Linked DNA regions of Triticum aestivum: region 1 is linked to region 2. Evidence: chromatin contacts called from public Hi-C data. All regions are on one chromosome and are shown on one strand. The core of a region is the stretch at or near the end of the contact, and the rest is flanking DNA. Distances in the headings are between cores, read along the strand shown. Region 1 holds the start of LOC123051562 (CBL-interacting protein kinase 2). Region 2 has its middle 61 kb from the start of LOC123051561.

Region 1 (6,753 bases), core at 1,786-4,285, 160 kb after region 2:
AATTTACAGTTCACCTAGGAGCAAAATAACACTTCTGTGTTTTCCTAAAATATCACTCGACGTATATTATTATTATTATTATTATTATTTATTATACAAAGAGTTGCACACTGGGTGTTTCGCAAGTGACTCTGAGCTCGTGACGTCTCAACACATCTGCATCTCTAGTTTCAAAAAAGAAAAAAACGCATCTCCCTCTTTTCTTCCTTCCTTGAAGATGCCTCGCATCTGCGTCTGCATCGTCCGTAGCCTCTAATAATGCATGATCAACAGCTAGCTAGCTCGTCCTTAGTAGCCGTCAGTCGTCACGGCTTTGGCAACCGATCTGGACGAGCGAAGCGTACAAGAAATGAATAGAACGAGAGTCCCACGATTAGGCCATGTCATCAGTGATGGTTAAGCTACTCCATACTTTGGTTAGTACGCCGACGCCAACACCCTCGCGTGCTAGTGCCGGTACGCGTACCTACGGCTACAGGCCACCTCAAACTCCCTACCGGTTGGCACGCGAGTTCTTCACGGGGCGATGTGTAAGCTTTGTTTTCGGACGCGGATGGGAGTGAAGATATCTATGCCATGCTTGGATAGCCAACAAAATCTACCCTGTCAAATTTTAGGCCATGATCAAAACATTGTTGTTGTCCAGATTACTGCTAACTTTTTTCGGCATGTTAGGGCATCACCAAAAATCCGCAAACCGGAAGTAAACCAGTGGGACTTTGCGGGAGTCCGGATGTCCACACAATGAACCAAAAGCCACCATGTACCCTTCTTCCTCTTCGTTCGGATGGCGGAACCCGCTGTGAAAGATAATTAAGTTGGCGGAAGGCTGGCATCTTAAAGGTGATTAGCATTTGTGCATTTGGCGGAAGCGTTGAAAATGACCAAAGGCATTTGGCCAAAGGTGTACTGGAAGGTGATTAGCACTTGGACCCTTTGGTGCAAGGTGTACTAGGAGATGATTAGCATTTGACGGAAGCTATGAAAATGGTACTACACATTTGGCGAAAGGTGTACTTGATTAGCATTTGGCACGGTGTATAGCATTTGGTGAAAGGCTAGCATATGCTGTAAAATGACCATCACTCCACCCAAATCCACACTACACTTGTCTTTGATATTAAAAAATAATAACAAAGGTAGACCTTTGAGGCATAGTGTTAGATGGCCGACCCCGTATACCATGTCCGTTTTCGACGTCAACTTTGAAGATGCCCTCAATGCTTCTTTAGCCCCTCACTAGTTCTTTAGTGAAATCATGGAAAAGCAACACCTCAAAATTTTGGTAGGGCAAACTTGGCCACAAAAACAGAAGGCACCCTGGCGTGAACATGAGTCATGCTTTCAAGACAACATGTGGCACATATAGAAGATTGACCCATTTTTCTTTTAAAGTGTGGATTGCCGCAAAATACATAGTATGTTACGAAAACCTCTTTCCCATAGTCGATGACAAACCGAAAAAGGAAAAGCTATTCGAGTGGAAAAGAGAATGCTTCTCTGAAAGTCCACTTCACCGAAAATGTAGCTTTCTAATAATGAGGCTTGTAGTTGGGGGTAGCACCGACTGGACTGGAGGACAGGTGTAGGAAGCGATGAAGAACGTACCGTACTACATCATCACCACATTGCTTGGCCGGGCCGCCGGAGTGCACGCATATTCTATGTCTCATTGGTTCTCCAAAAAGCTATCTGCTCCGCTCTAGCCTAGCCTAGCCGTCCGTCCCGGCCGGGGATGATTTGCCAATTTTCTAGCCTCCATAATTCGTGCTAAAATACTAGCAGCAGCATTGACCACTCTGTGTGCCAAAGATATCGTAAAATAAGCATAGCATCATTGCTCTTGCCCCCGTCTGTTGGAAGGAGTCGCCCTGAGACGGATCGAGCAACAACACTGCATGCATATCGTCGCATATATGCCTCCGGTCTCTCGACGCCATGCATGGGCTGCAAGGCTCCAAGCGAGCCACCGGAATAATAATGCCACTATTCTAAGCAAAACACATCGCCTTTACGGGCGTGGGAGGGGATTGGACGTCCCATTTTCCACTGATTGTGTACGTTTGTTGGCCCCGACCGTGACGCTTTCTCGTGCCTAACTTAGCCGGGACGATGGGAGGTGGGCTTTTACGGCCGGGCACGAGGAGGCGCCGTGTTTTGCTTTGGCCTCTTCCTCCTCCCTCTCGCTTTCCTTCCCTTCCTCCCTCCTGCGCGCACCGCTAGCTGATGCGAATCGCTGATACGAAGCGCTGGGCGGTCGGCACATGGCTACGCGGGCGGACCGATTCGTGCGTGCTTCGATAATCTCTCCCACGTGCTGCGTAGACCTCAGTGGCGAAATTTCCTTTGGAGATTACTAAGGCGCGACGGGCCGTACGACCCCATGTTAGCCATGGCATCCTCGTGACCTCAGGCATGCCGATCGGACGGCGTAGGGCCGCGTTGCGCCGTAGCGTCTTTATTTATTTATTACTCTTCTTGCGGGCAAATCTGGCGCTAGTAAATACTTTGGATTTCGCCACTCAACAGTACTATTACTATTATTCCCCTAAGGAAAAACAGTAGTATTATTCCCCGATGTTTCGATTTCGAAGCTGGCACATTGCCATCTAGCACGATCGGGCCAGCTAGAGCTTTGCTACAAAATCCGCAAGAAATTACAGCCGCGGGTCAAGAAGATCCTTGGCTGCGACCCTACAATTATGGAGTAGCATCACGCACGTAAAACAAGGGCCAGGCACGGGATCCACACGTAGACATACGAAACCCGGTTCGTTGGCCGAACGGACGGCGGAGGAGGGCCGTGGGAGGGTGCAGCGGGCCGATCTAATTTGGTCCGTCCGTCCGTCGCAGCAGCGGACAGGCCAGCGCATTATTGGCGGGCCCCGCGGGGACGTAATTTTACCGGCCCACAGCTGCGGGCGGTGGGTGGGCGGTTTGCGGGGCAGGAATATCTCTCCCTCTCGGCGAGAACGGATCCATCCATCCCTAGCGGGCGGGGGGTTGGCCGCCGCGGCGCGTATAAAACGGAGCCGCCTCTCAAGCTGAACCTTTCGCCGCACAACACTCTCCCTCGCACCACACCAGACTCTAGAAAAAGGAAGAAACAAACTCAACCTCCCACCCCCAACAGAAGAGCCGCAAATCTGCCACCACTCCGCCGTCTCCCAGCCCCGCCGCCCACGCATCCGCCTCCTCCCTCCTCCCTCCCCTAGACCTACCCCGCCGCCCTCCTCGCGAGCGCTGCCGATTCTTCGCGGAGGAAGGGAAGGGATCTAGCCACCTCCGGGGCTGCTGCTGCGGTTCCGTTCGCGTCGCCAGCCGCCGGGATCTGGTACGGACTCACGCCTCCCTGCTTCTGTCTTCGGTTCCAGTGCAGTCCCTATGTTTGGTAGTGATTCGTCGTCTGCGACCTGTGTGCGCGAGGCATGTCATCTAGCGGGCCGAAACATGTCATCTAGGCTCTAGGGGGCTCGTCGATTTGGTGCGTCTGCGGTCTCTGAAACACCTGTTTTTTCCTCGGGAGTTGGCAGTAGATTTCTATGTGCAGAGCGGAGATAGTCCTTCTCCTTCTCCTGTTGTTCGTTCGTGCCGGTTGCCTCGTTTAGCTCCTTGGTCAGATGCGCGTTTCCGGGCCTTGTCTCCTCTGTTTTGGCAGTGAGAAAGTTTTGGCGTGATAGGTTGGTTATGCGCGGAGATAAACAGATCCATCAGCTAGGTGCCATAGAAAGTTGGACAACCGCATCTGGTTGATTGCAGTTTACACCACTCTTAATAATCCGGCTGAGAGACGCATCTGGTTGGAGTTTAGACGCCTCTTAATCGGGCTAAGGGACGCATCTGATGGCAGTTTAGACCCCTCTTAATCCGGCTAAGGGATGCAAGTTAGCTTTTCGTTCGTTTCCGACTTTCTATGGTATGATATGCTTGTGGTCCTGTATGCGGAAGAGATTTATTTTCCCATCTTCTGCATATAGAACAATCTTCTAATTTCGGGATTTTTCCCTTCTTCTGCATATAGAAGAATCTTCTAGTTTCGGAATGATTTGTCTCCACTACAGATTGCTCCATGGCTAACGTTATGCCTTTACTTTCTTGATTGACAGTACCTGGATTTCCACAAGGAGGAACCATCTTAGGGAATGCAGAGAGATGTGTTTGCATGCTAGAGAGCTACCTTGCGAGGGAATCGGCAGGGTAGCCACCCCTGTTCCTGCTTTGATTGACCTTGATGACACCGCTTCACAGCAGCACACAACACACCTCTTCTTCCATGTGCTTCTGCACAATGGGGTTCGACGTGGCATCTCAACCATCATCTTAGATTACCACCTCGGAGGGGACGGTTGAGGCTATCTAGCGCCCGCAGGCTCCCTTGCAAGGTTCGGGTTCGCTGCTGCTGTTCTGTGTGCGTAGCATACATCTGCCTGCCGTCATGGGAGAGCAGAAGGGGAATATTCTGATGGGGAAGTACGAGATGGGGAAGATGCTCGGGCAGGGGACCTTTGCCAAGGTCTACCATGCCCGCAACATCGAGACCTCGCAGAGCGTTGCCATCAAGGTGACCGACAAGGAGAAGGTTCTGAAGGGCGGGCTCACGGATCAGATCAAGCGCGAGATCTCTGTGATGAAGCTGGTGAAGCACCCAAACATTGTTCAGATGTATGAGGTCATGGCGACCAAAACAAAGATTTACTTTGTGTTGGAGCATGTGAAGGGTGGTGAGCTGTTTAACAAGGTTCAGAGAGGAAGGCTCAAGGAAGATGCTGCAAGGAAGTACTTCCAGCAGCTGATCTGCGCGGTTGACTTTTGTCACAGCAGGGGCGTCTATCACCGTGATTTGAAGCCTGAGAACCTTCTTCTTGATGAGAACAGCAACCTGAAAGTTTCAGATTTCGGTCTCAGTACCATTTCTGAATGCAGAAGGCTTGACGGGTTGCTCCACACATCCTGTGGTACGCCTGCTTATGTTGCTCCTGAAGTAATCAATAGGAAAGGCTATGACGGCGCCAAGGCTGACATCTGGTCATGCGGGGTGATCCTCTTTGTGCTTTTGGCTGGGTATCTCCCTTTCCAAGATAAGAATCTGATGAATATGTATAAGAAGATTGGGAAAGCAGAGTTCAAATGCCCGAGTTGGTTCTCTTCAGACATTCGAAGGCTTCTGCTAAGGATTCTTGATCCTAACCCCAGCACAAGGATCTCGATTGAGAGAATCATGGAACATCCTTGGTTCAGGAAGGGTCTAGATGCAAAGCTGCTCAGATACAATTTACAAGCAAAAGATGCCGTTCCTGCTGCTGACATGACTGCGACTTCTGATTCCTTGAGCTGCAGCAACTCAGCAACAGAGGGCAAGGAACAAGAAGCAAAAAAGCTCTCCAACTTGAATGCTTTTGATATAATCTCCCTCTCAACTGGACTCGACCTCTCCGGTATGTTTGAGGACAATGACAAGAAGAGGGAGTCCAAGTTCACATCCACCAACTCGGCTTCGACGATCGTGTCAAAGATCGAGGACATCGCAAAGTGCATGCGACTGAAGCTCGTCAAGAAAGATGGTGGCATGATGAGGATGGAAAGCTTCAAGCCTGGAAGGAAAGGTGTGATGTCCATTGATGCTGAGATATTTGAGGTCACCCCTGACTTCCATCTCGTGGAGTTGAAGAAGACAAACGGTGATACTATCGAGTACCAGAAGGTCTTGAACCAGGAGATGAGGCCAGCGCTCAAGGACATAGTCTGGGCGTGGCAAGGCGAGCAGCAGCCGCAGCCGCAGCCGCAGCCACAGCAGCAACCATGTTAAGAAGAACTGTGCCAGGTGCAACATTTTGCAACTCGAGGCAATCAATTACCAGGCGTCCGTGTGTTTCTGTAATTTTTATTATCCATGTTTGCTATTCGTTTGCATTCCCCTAGTGATGTCTGTGTAAACTTCAGTTATCATCTTTCGATGAAGATTTATTTAAAAGCATGGTGTCTTCAGAACAGATGCCAAGTCATTGTTCAAAAAGTCTTTCCAAGGACAGTGCGTTTGTGTACGGGAGGTGTTCTTTTGCTCAAGAATTGATCTCGGCCTTGTTACTGTTTAACTTTGACATGCATCATGATTAGATCCACCATTCTTGTGATCTGAGAACTCTAGAGGGTGACATATTAAAATCTTCTTTGGTGGGTAGCTAACGGACTTTACCTAAAGGCCGAAGAGATATGGTTTTGTAGACAGCATGATATGGGCCAGAGACAAATTGAAAGATTTGTTCTATGTAGCCACTTGCAAAGGGTAGGAAGCAGTAGCATTATTTTACAGCTATGAAGATACAACTAGTGATTGAAAACTTTGTAGTCCAAAATTCCAGATACCCTCTTGCTCCACAGATACAAAGAGGAAAACTTAAAGCAGTAGTTTCCACGCTGTGACAGGTGCAACATTTTGCAATTTGAGAACTGTTGTAGGTGGCATTATTTTACAGCTACAAAAGCTAGCAAGATGTTGAATAAGATTCAGACTACAGGCTGGTACAGATTGCTTACTGCGCAGAAGCACCTGAGGCAAAGATTCGGGAATCGCTGTAGACTGTAGTTGTTTGATTGTTTCCTCCATTTGTAGTCCAAAATTCAGTCCACCTAACTGAATGATTGATTTGTAGACGATTTACAGCTATGAAGATACTACTACTGATTAAGAACAGTACTGTGCCGATCGCTGCGCAGAAGCACCTGAGGCGAGATTCGGGCATATTCCTGTAGTTG
Region 2 (7,862 bases), core at 2,420-4,919:
GCACATTTGGTGATGTGGAGGGCTGCATATTGAGAGAATTAGAGTTAGTAGTGATCAACTATTTAGGAATATAGGATTCATGAACATTTATAAAATCCATGCACATTTTTTAAATTTCATCAAGCTTACAAAATTGTGAACCTTTTGATATTCAGGAAAAAACTGAATTCACAAACATTTGTTCAAAGTATTTAATTTTTTTGAATTTGTCAAGGAGGCCACCAATGCCATTGGTCCAGACCCTTAGCGTGACTATCTAGCGGCTGCGCGTTTTCTCCAATAGCGAACGCATTAAGTTCTCCTATTCAGCGCATTGAGCGCCAGTTAGGGTTGCTTGCGCTCACAAGATACGCACAGCGGGCCGGCCCAGTGAATGGCTGAAAAAACAAACACGAAAATGGAAATGTGCAGCAATTTAGGAGAGACGGGATTCGGAGTAGGGTCAGCAGCATCGACGGCCTAACACTACAACCAGTACACTGAGCTAACTTTTGCTGTTTAATAGCAGGAATCATGTCTATTTCACTCAGTATAAACTGTTTGAAAAAAGAAAACATAAATTTCAACAACAAAAAACTCCCTGCTAGCTCGGGCATCAGTTGATACTAAAAAAAAAACTTGGGCATCACTTGAGCATTTAACCTTTGACCTCTTGTAGTTGACTGTGTTGAATTTTCAAAATATTCAAAAAAGTTCACAAATTTTACATTCATGAATTTGAAAAAAGTTCGTCGAAATTGAAAAAAGTTCATCGAATTTCAAAAGAAGGTCAAAATTTCTAAAAAAGTTCACCAGTTTGAAAAAAGTTTATCAAATTGAGGGAAATTCAACCAATTTGAAAAAGTTCAACCATTTTGAAAAAGTTTCATCCATTTTGAAGAAAGTTCAACGAATATGAAAAAAGTTCATCGATTTCTAAAAAAGTTCGCTGATTATTTCTTTTAAAAAATTGTCAACTTTTAACGGAATTCATACATTTGAAAAAAAATCGCTGTTGAAAAAAAGGGTTCATGGATGTGAAAAGTAGTTCATCTATTTAAAAAAATCATCGATTTTGAAAAAAGAGTTCATGAAATTGGAAAAAGTTTGCGCATTTAGCAAAAGGAACAAAAGTTAGAAAAAGAAATTAAAAAACCAAAAAAATAGGTCGAAAAGAGCAAAAAGGAACAAGAAATAAGAAGTAAGAAACGAAAAAAGTAAAAAGAAATAAGAAGTCACGGGTTTGATTCCCACGTGGGCAGTTTTTTTAGCATTTTAAAAAAAGAAAAAAAATTGATGGGCCAGCCCAGCTCGCAGGAGGGGGTGTACACCCGTTTGCTAAATGCACTATAACGGGTGCCTGAAGCGCCAATTAGGAAATGCCTAAGTTCATAGCAGGTGCACTCGGGAGACATAGCATTTTACGTTCTTATAAGTTAGTTCTTTATTTTTTGAGCTTACATTATTAAGGTGCTTATTGTTCATCGAAAACACGTACAACAAAAGCCATATGTCGGAAAATGGGCTTACAATCTTTAACTTGCCTGGACCAAATTAAGGCCAGAAGTATTAGATTACTTGGTCCTCTTGATCAGCGGGCAAACCCTAACAGCACCATCCATCCAGTTTCCGCCCCCTAAAAAAATCCATAGAGTTTCCAATTCTAAAAAATGTTTCAGTATGTGTCCATAATTCCATGTGGCTATTTTCTTTGAAATGTGGCTAGATCACTAGAGCAGGGATCTAAACACTCTTATATTTCTTTACGGAAGGAGTAGTACATTACTTCTGTAGCATGGGAGCATGGCTGTGGATGTGAAGAGCCGGTGCTGACCTAAACGACAGCCATATTTGCAGCCAAAGACGATGAAGGCAACAGCCGCAAAACCATGCTCCTTAATAAAAACAGGGTAGGAGACACGATTTGACTCTATGTTTGCTGACCTGCTCGCCTCACCTGTTTTAATTTAGTAGACGCAATTATGTGTATAATTTTTACGCGATTATGCTTCTAGATTGTCTAAAGAAATCTTATCAAATGGCAAATACTTATCTTTTGATGAAGAGAATCTTCTACGTGTATGGCGAGAAGTTAGGCATCCTTAAACAAATCTATTATGGGACCCAATTGTTTAAGTCGTTGGACGAAACAATTGGCCACCAAAGCTGCCAAGTTTTCTTGGGGACAAACCGGCAAACTCTCGCTGAATCGAAGTGCACCAGACAGTTTGTATATTCTTGTCTTGCATATTGCAGCATGCAAGTGATGATTTGGTGTTGGAATATACTAGTAGGAGCCTGCTCCAGTTGAGACTAGCTGCTTCAGAGGGCAAAGCAGGATTAAACAACAGCAATTATGGAGTTAGTAGTCCATCATACTCAGCATAAGAGAGATGGTTGTTTTGGTAGCACTTAAATTCCTTTTGGCTTTCCTTTTCTTAATCACAATCAATCAGCATGTGGCAGCAACTCGTGAGTTTGGAGAATTACTTGTCTTTGTTTAGTTTTTTTTTTTTTGACTGAATCTTTGTTTAGTTTGAGGAGCATAGCAAATTGCTTGCTTCAGGTGAAAGCACCAGGAAAGGACAGTATATTAGGAAAGCACCAGGACCCATGTGCCTTTGGCCGGTGGGTAACAATCTTAGGAGCACTTCTTCTCTAACTTTGAACTGTTCTTATTTTTATTTCCGAAGGGCCAATTCGCAGTGCTATCCCCTGCTCTCCAAGGCAATTTTTCTGTTCTCATTTTATTTCCACTTACTAGAATATGCATATACGCTGCATTTTCAGGATTCTGCAGTGATGTAAGCATAGATATGCTGATGCTGATAGAACATTATACAATTTAGGTTTCCTACAATGCTTGGCTGTACCTCATTTGTGGTTACAAATCAACAACACTGCTTCACTGTATATAGCCTCCGGAACGCGACACCATTGGAGCAAAGGCTTTTCTACACCATAGTGAAAGCTCAGCGCATGTCTGTATTAGGCCTGAACTATAAAGTAGAACAGATATTTCCCAGCCAATTGTAATTTTCTGATCACCGATTCAGACAGGTAACCATTGAAAAAAGAAGTCCAACCTTGGCCAACAGGATTAGGACTGCCATTTGATTCCTCTGTCGCTAATGTATGTCTGGTTAGGTGAGTCCATTAGTCTAAGCTTTGGAAAATGACAGGGTCTCTCCCCCGCCGCTGGTTCTGCCCGTTTCATAATCTTATCATCTCGTGGTAGGGAATGGTTCAATCTCCCAAAGCCAGCAGTGTGCAGAAGTTTCATGGAAAAAGCCTGCACTTACTCTGAAACAGTGCACCTATCCAGGCATCGATCTGATCCGAGGTCACTGATCGATCAGCAAGCACGCCGTTGTTCTGTCCACAGACTATTTTGACCGGCAAAATAGTGATCACGTTCTCATTGAGGAAAACGAGCAAGAGAACAAGAGTAGCAATTAGGTGCTCCCTTACTGGCCTGCATATTCCTTTTGATTTTGTCAACAAAAAGTAAGCTAATTATATTTAAGAATTTGTGATGCTTAGTTCACCCGAAATGCATTTCCAGGCATGAGGTGTGATTCAGTACCGGTGTTATTTTGTGAATGTATGATGGTGAGCAGTGCAAGGGTCAGCCTCAGGGGACACCCAAGGGTACAGGTGTCAAGCTGCGATATGGGCCGGGCCCACGGTATTAGAACCAGCTTACCCAGCCTCGCCACGTCGCCCCGTGTGCGTCAGCCGAGTATCTGATCACGCAGTCAACCAGAGGTCGTCCGTATGACGTGGCCGGTGTTTGTTCTCCTTGCTCGCAAGCGACGACGGCTGGGCATCTCTGCACTCCACACGATGGATTATCGGTACAATTCGAGAGTTTGTCTGCGTCATGCAAGGGTGTATATTAAATCTTAGGCATCTTCAACAAAGACCTTCAAACCTCCCACTTCCGTCCGGACCCTTAAGCCATCCAATGGAGTTCCAAATCCATCCGCGGACCAGTTCGGACTTTCGTCTTACGTAAACTGGAACCAAACAAGAGGCTTCGCAAGAGTCCGGACGGCCACGTAGGATTCCGACACCCCTAGCCACCCAAAACTGACGCCGAAGCCCGCTCGTAATCACTCTTTCTCAAATCTCTCCTCTTCCATCCCCTGCTCTCCACCCCAATTCCCGCCCTTTTTCACTGTCGCTCCCGCATTAAGGACTCATATGAAAAGCTGTCGGAGACTGCGGTGGAGGATCTGGCAAAAGCTACCGCCTGCAAGATCAACTTGGCGACACGGCGAGATCGCTGGCTCTAACAAAAGGCAAAGGCGACACGGCTCAAAAAGAAGAAGGGCGACAGAGGTGGTGGTTGTGGTGCCAGCGGCGGTTCTGGTGCAGGGCGGGACCGCGGAGACTGGGCGCCGCCACCGTCGCCGTTCGTGCAGACGCCGCCCTGGCTGAAGCAATATAAGGCTCCCTACTTCTATGCCGCCCAACAGCTCGGTAGACAGTCCCAGTCATCCGCGCCTTACTATGTCGACATCAACAACGTGCCGCTGCTTTTCTCGGAGTCTGCATCGTCGCAACCTATTCGGTCACGGACGTCGGGGTGGAGCAACTCGGTGCCTGCACGCTGTTCGCCGATGTAACGCCACGGACACACCCGCCGGTGGTCGTTACTCCTGGCGGGATCTAGGACACACCCGCCGGTGGTCATTACTCCTGGCGGGATCTAGACTGGCCCCACAGATCAATACTAGTCTTTTCTGCGCACTTTGTCCTCACTCGTGCACACCCGAGAGCAACTTCCCGGTCAGTCACCCATCCTGAAATTACTCCAAGCTGAGCACGCTTAACTTTGGAGTTCTGTTTGAATGGGCTTCCGGAAAAGAAGGAATTCCTTATTGATATGAGTAGTCTATCACCCCTAATAAGTCAGGCTATCACAACCGACCTGTGTCAAGAGGGTGAGTCGGTGTACGACAACGTGGACACACATATGTTTGAGCGAGGACATTCAGGTGGATGAATCAGAGTCCATGCACCCAGGCACATACACCCTGTTGGGCACGTACACACAATCAGGCACATAGCCAGATTGGGCCTCCGGTAGTAGGAGCGGGAGGAGGACGGTGACGAGGACCTTGATCCAGATGAATTTGCTACCGATCCAAAGAAACGGGGTAGAGAAGAAAGCTTCAACATGAGGGAGGACCAGTAGTTGTGCGATGCGTGGTTGGTCACTCGCATGGATCCGATCCATGGCATAGAGCAAAAGGGATCAACATTTTGGGCCAATATTCACACTTGGTTCCATGAGCACAAGCATTTCGAGCCCTACACCGATGAACTCATCCACAACCATTTGGTGGATTCTATGAACCATCAATGGTACATCATCCAAGATTCCGTGTCTAATTATTGCGGCCACTTGAAGCAACTCATCGGACGGTGTCCAAGTGGTGCCCAAATCTCTGAGCAAACAAGTGTGTTGATCATTTGGCCGGATATGCAAATTGTTGACCGGATATGATCTATGTTTAGGTCATTTGGCCGGATCGAAAATTGTTGGGAATGTTTTAATTTGTAGCCTTCCCGTGCGTGCAATTCGTTCATGAAGATGGAGAAGAAGAATTTCATCCTCATGCATTGTTGGTTCAAGTTGAATGGGCAACCCAAGTGGAAGGTACTTATTGTCAACTCCGCCAAGACCGCCTACATGGGCACCGAGGAAGAAATTGGTGATCCAACCAACCCAACACACGAGCCTCCGAAGAAGGTTAAAAGAGGTTTCTGGGTAAAGAAGTTGGAGGAGGAGAAGGTGAAGCGAGAAGGGGCGGCGGCCAAGATAACAGAGAATGAAAGATCGAGGATGTCGCCTAGAGGGGGAGGGTTAATAGGCGCTTAAAAATAATTATGGTTTAGGCTTGAACAAATGCGGAATAAACCTAGCGGTTAATTTGTCAAGCAAAAAACCTACAACAACTAGGCTCACATATGTGCACCAACAACTTATGCTAAGAAAGATAAACAACTATGTGATAGCAAGATATATAACATGAAACACTATGGCTATCACAAAATAAAGTGCATAAGTAAAGGGCTCGGGTAAGAGATAACTGAGGCACGCGGAGACGATGATGTATCCCGAAGTTCACACCCTTGCGGATGCTAATCTCTGTTTGGAGCGGTGTGGAGGCACAATGCTCCCCAAGAAGCCACTAGGCCCACCGTAATCTCCTCACGCCCTCGCACAATGCAAGATGCCGTGATTCCACTAAGGGACCCTTGAGGGAGGTCACCGAACCCGTACAAATGGCAACCCTTGGGGGCGGTCACCGAACCCGTACACTTTGGCAACCCTTGGGGGCGGTCACCAGTACCCGTCAAATTGCTCGGGGCAATCTCCACAACCTAGTTGGAGACCCCGACGCTTGCCCGGAGCTTTACACCACAATGATTGAGCTCCGAACACCATCAACCGTCTAGGGCTCCCAAGCACCCAAGAGGAACAAGCTCAAGGGTACCAGGCACCCAAGAGTAATAAGCTTCTCAACTTGTAACTTCCACGTATCACCGTGTAGAACTCAAACTGATGCAACAAATGCAATGGCAAGGGCACACGGAGTGCCCAGGTCCCTCACTCTCAAATCCCACTAAAGCAATGAAAGCTATGGAGGAAGAAGAGAGGAAGAACAAGAAGGACAACACCAAGAACTCCAAGATCTAGATCCAAGGGGTTCCCCTCACAAAGAGGAGAAAGTGATTGGCAAAATGTGGATCTAGATCTCCTCTCTCTTCCCCCCCAAAACTAGCAAGAATCCATGGAGGGGTTGAGAGTTAGCGAGCTTGAAGAAGATCAACAATGGGGGAAGAACACGAGCTCAAGAGATGAGGCTCAAAGGGGAAGAAGACCCCCTTTTATAGGTGGGGAAAAATCCAACCGTTATCCCCATCCTCAGCCCGTAGCAGGCGGTACTACCGCTGGCCGCGGCGGTACTGCCGCTCGGCCCAACGGTACTACCATTGGGACCTCGCCCAGCGCCTACGGGAGAAGGAACGGAGAGGAGGGCCATTGGGTGGCACTAGTAGCGGTAGTAGGGGCGGTACTACCACCGACAAGCGGTACTACCGCTCCTACTACCGCTGCTACTACCACTAAACCCGACACGAGACACACAGGTCTCGAGTCCAGGCAGTACTAGCGCGGAACCGAAGCCGTACTACCGCCTGTGGCCGTGGGCGGTACTACCGTTGTGAAACAGCGGTACTGCCGCTCCGGGGCCGCGATACTACCGCTGGCGCCTCCCAATTCCACTTCCAAGCAAAACGGATGCTCCAGGAAAACCAGAACTTCCACAACTTCTGCAGATGAGCTCCGAATTGAGCAAACTCAAGCTTGAAGAATAGAAGATGATGAGTAGCATCCAACAACGACCAACCGAGAAGAACCGTCATAATCTCCAACATCATAGAAAATGCATGTAAACTCCATTTTCGATGAACTCGAGCTTGTCATGAAGATGACCATAAGCTCTAAAACTCACAAGGAGAAACACCAAACAAGAACCAAGAAAGATGATGCAAGGATGCAATGTTTTGAGCTCTCTACGAACGATACGATCAAGCTAGTAACTTGAGAGCCCCCTTGATAGTACGACAATCGATCCTATAACCAGGTCACAACTACCACCATGAGACCAATAAAATAGAAAACTTATCAAGGGCAAACCTTTGCCTTGCACATAGTCCACTTGAGCTAGATGATGATGATCGTGACTCCCTCAAGTTGGACCACCTTTCTTGATTGCGTTGGCTCGATGAAGACTAGTTCATTGCTCCCCCATACTCCACTATGGGTGAGCCATTCTTCGACACATCTCCACAAGTCCATTGTCACC

The links. Hi-C and Micro-C count contacts between places; a contact is called where the count stands out from the background.
Region 1: a Hi-C map of leaf shows a contact between it and region 2, with 3 times the contacts expected there. The contact joins the promoter of LOC123051562 here to the enhancer-like site in region 2. A contact is called at or near these places in 3 of 5 Hi-C or Micro-C datasets (all in leaf) and 1 of 1 datasets of contacts at active chromatin or transcription factors (leaf).

What each region holds. Positions count from the first base shown.
Region 1 is chr2D:61,504,310-61,511,062 of IWGSC CS RefSeq v2.1, forward strand. It overlaps LOC123051562 (CBL-interacting protein kinase 2), which reads left to right and starts at 3,036. Exons shown (of 2, transcript XM_044474470.1): 1 at 3,036-3,334; 2 at 4,107-5,990. The coding sequence starts at 4,436. The coding sequence ends at 5,806.
Region 2 is chr2D:61,344,307-61,352,168 of IWGSC CS RefSeq v2.1, forward strand. No RefSeq gene overlaps it. Among protein-coding and RNA genes, the nearest start is that of LOC123051561, 61 kb to the left of the region's middle. Within about 2 kb of position 3,670, at least 1 of the 8 cell types and tissues checked has an H3K27ac peak or open chromatin away from gene starts, as enhancers often do. A contact at or near this core is called in leaf, where this site is marked.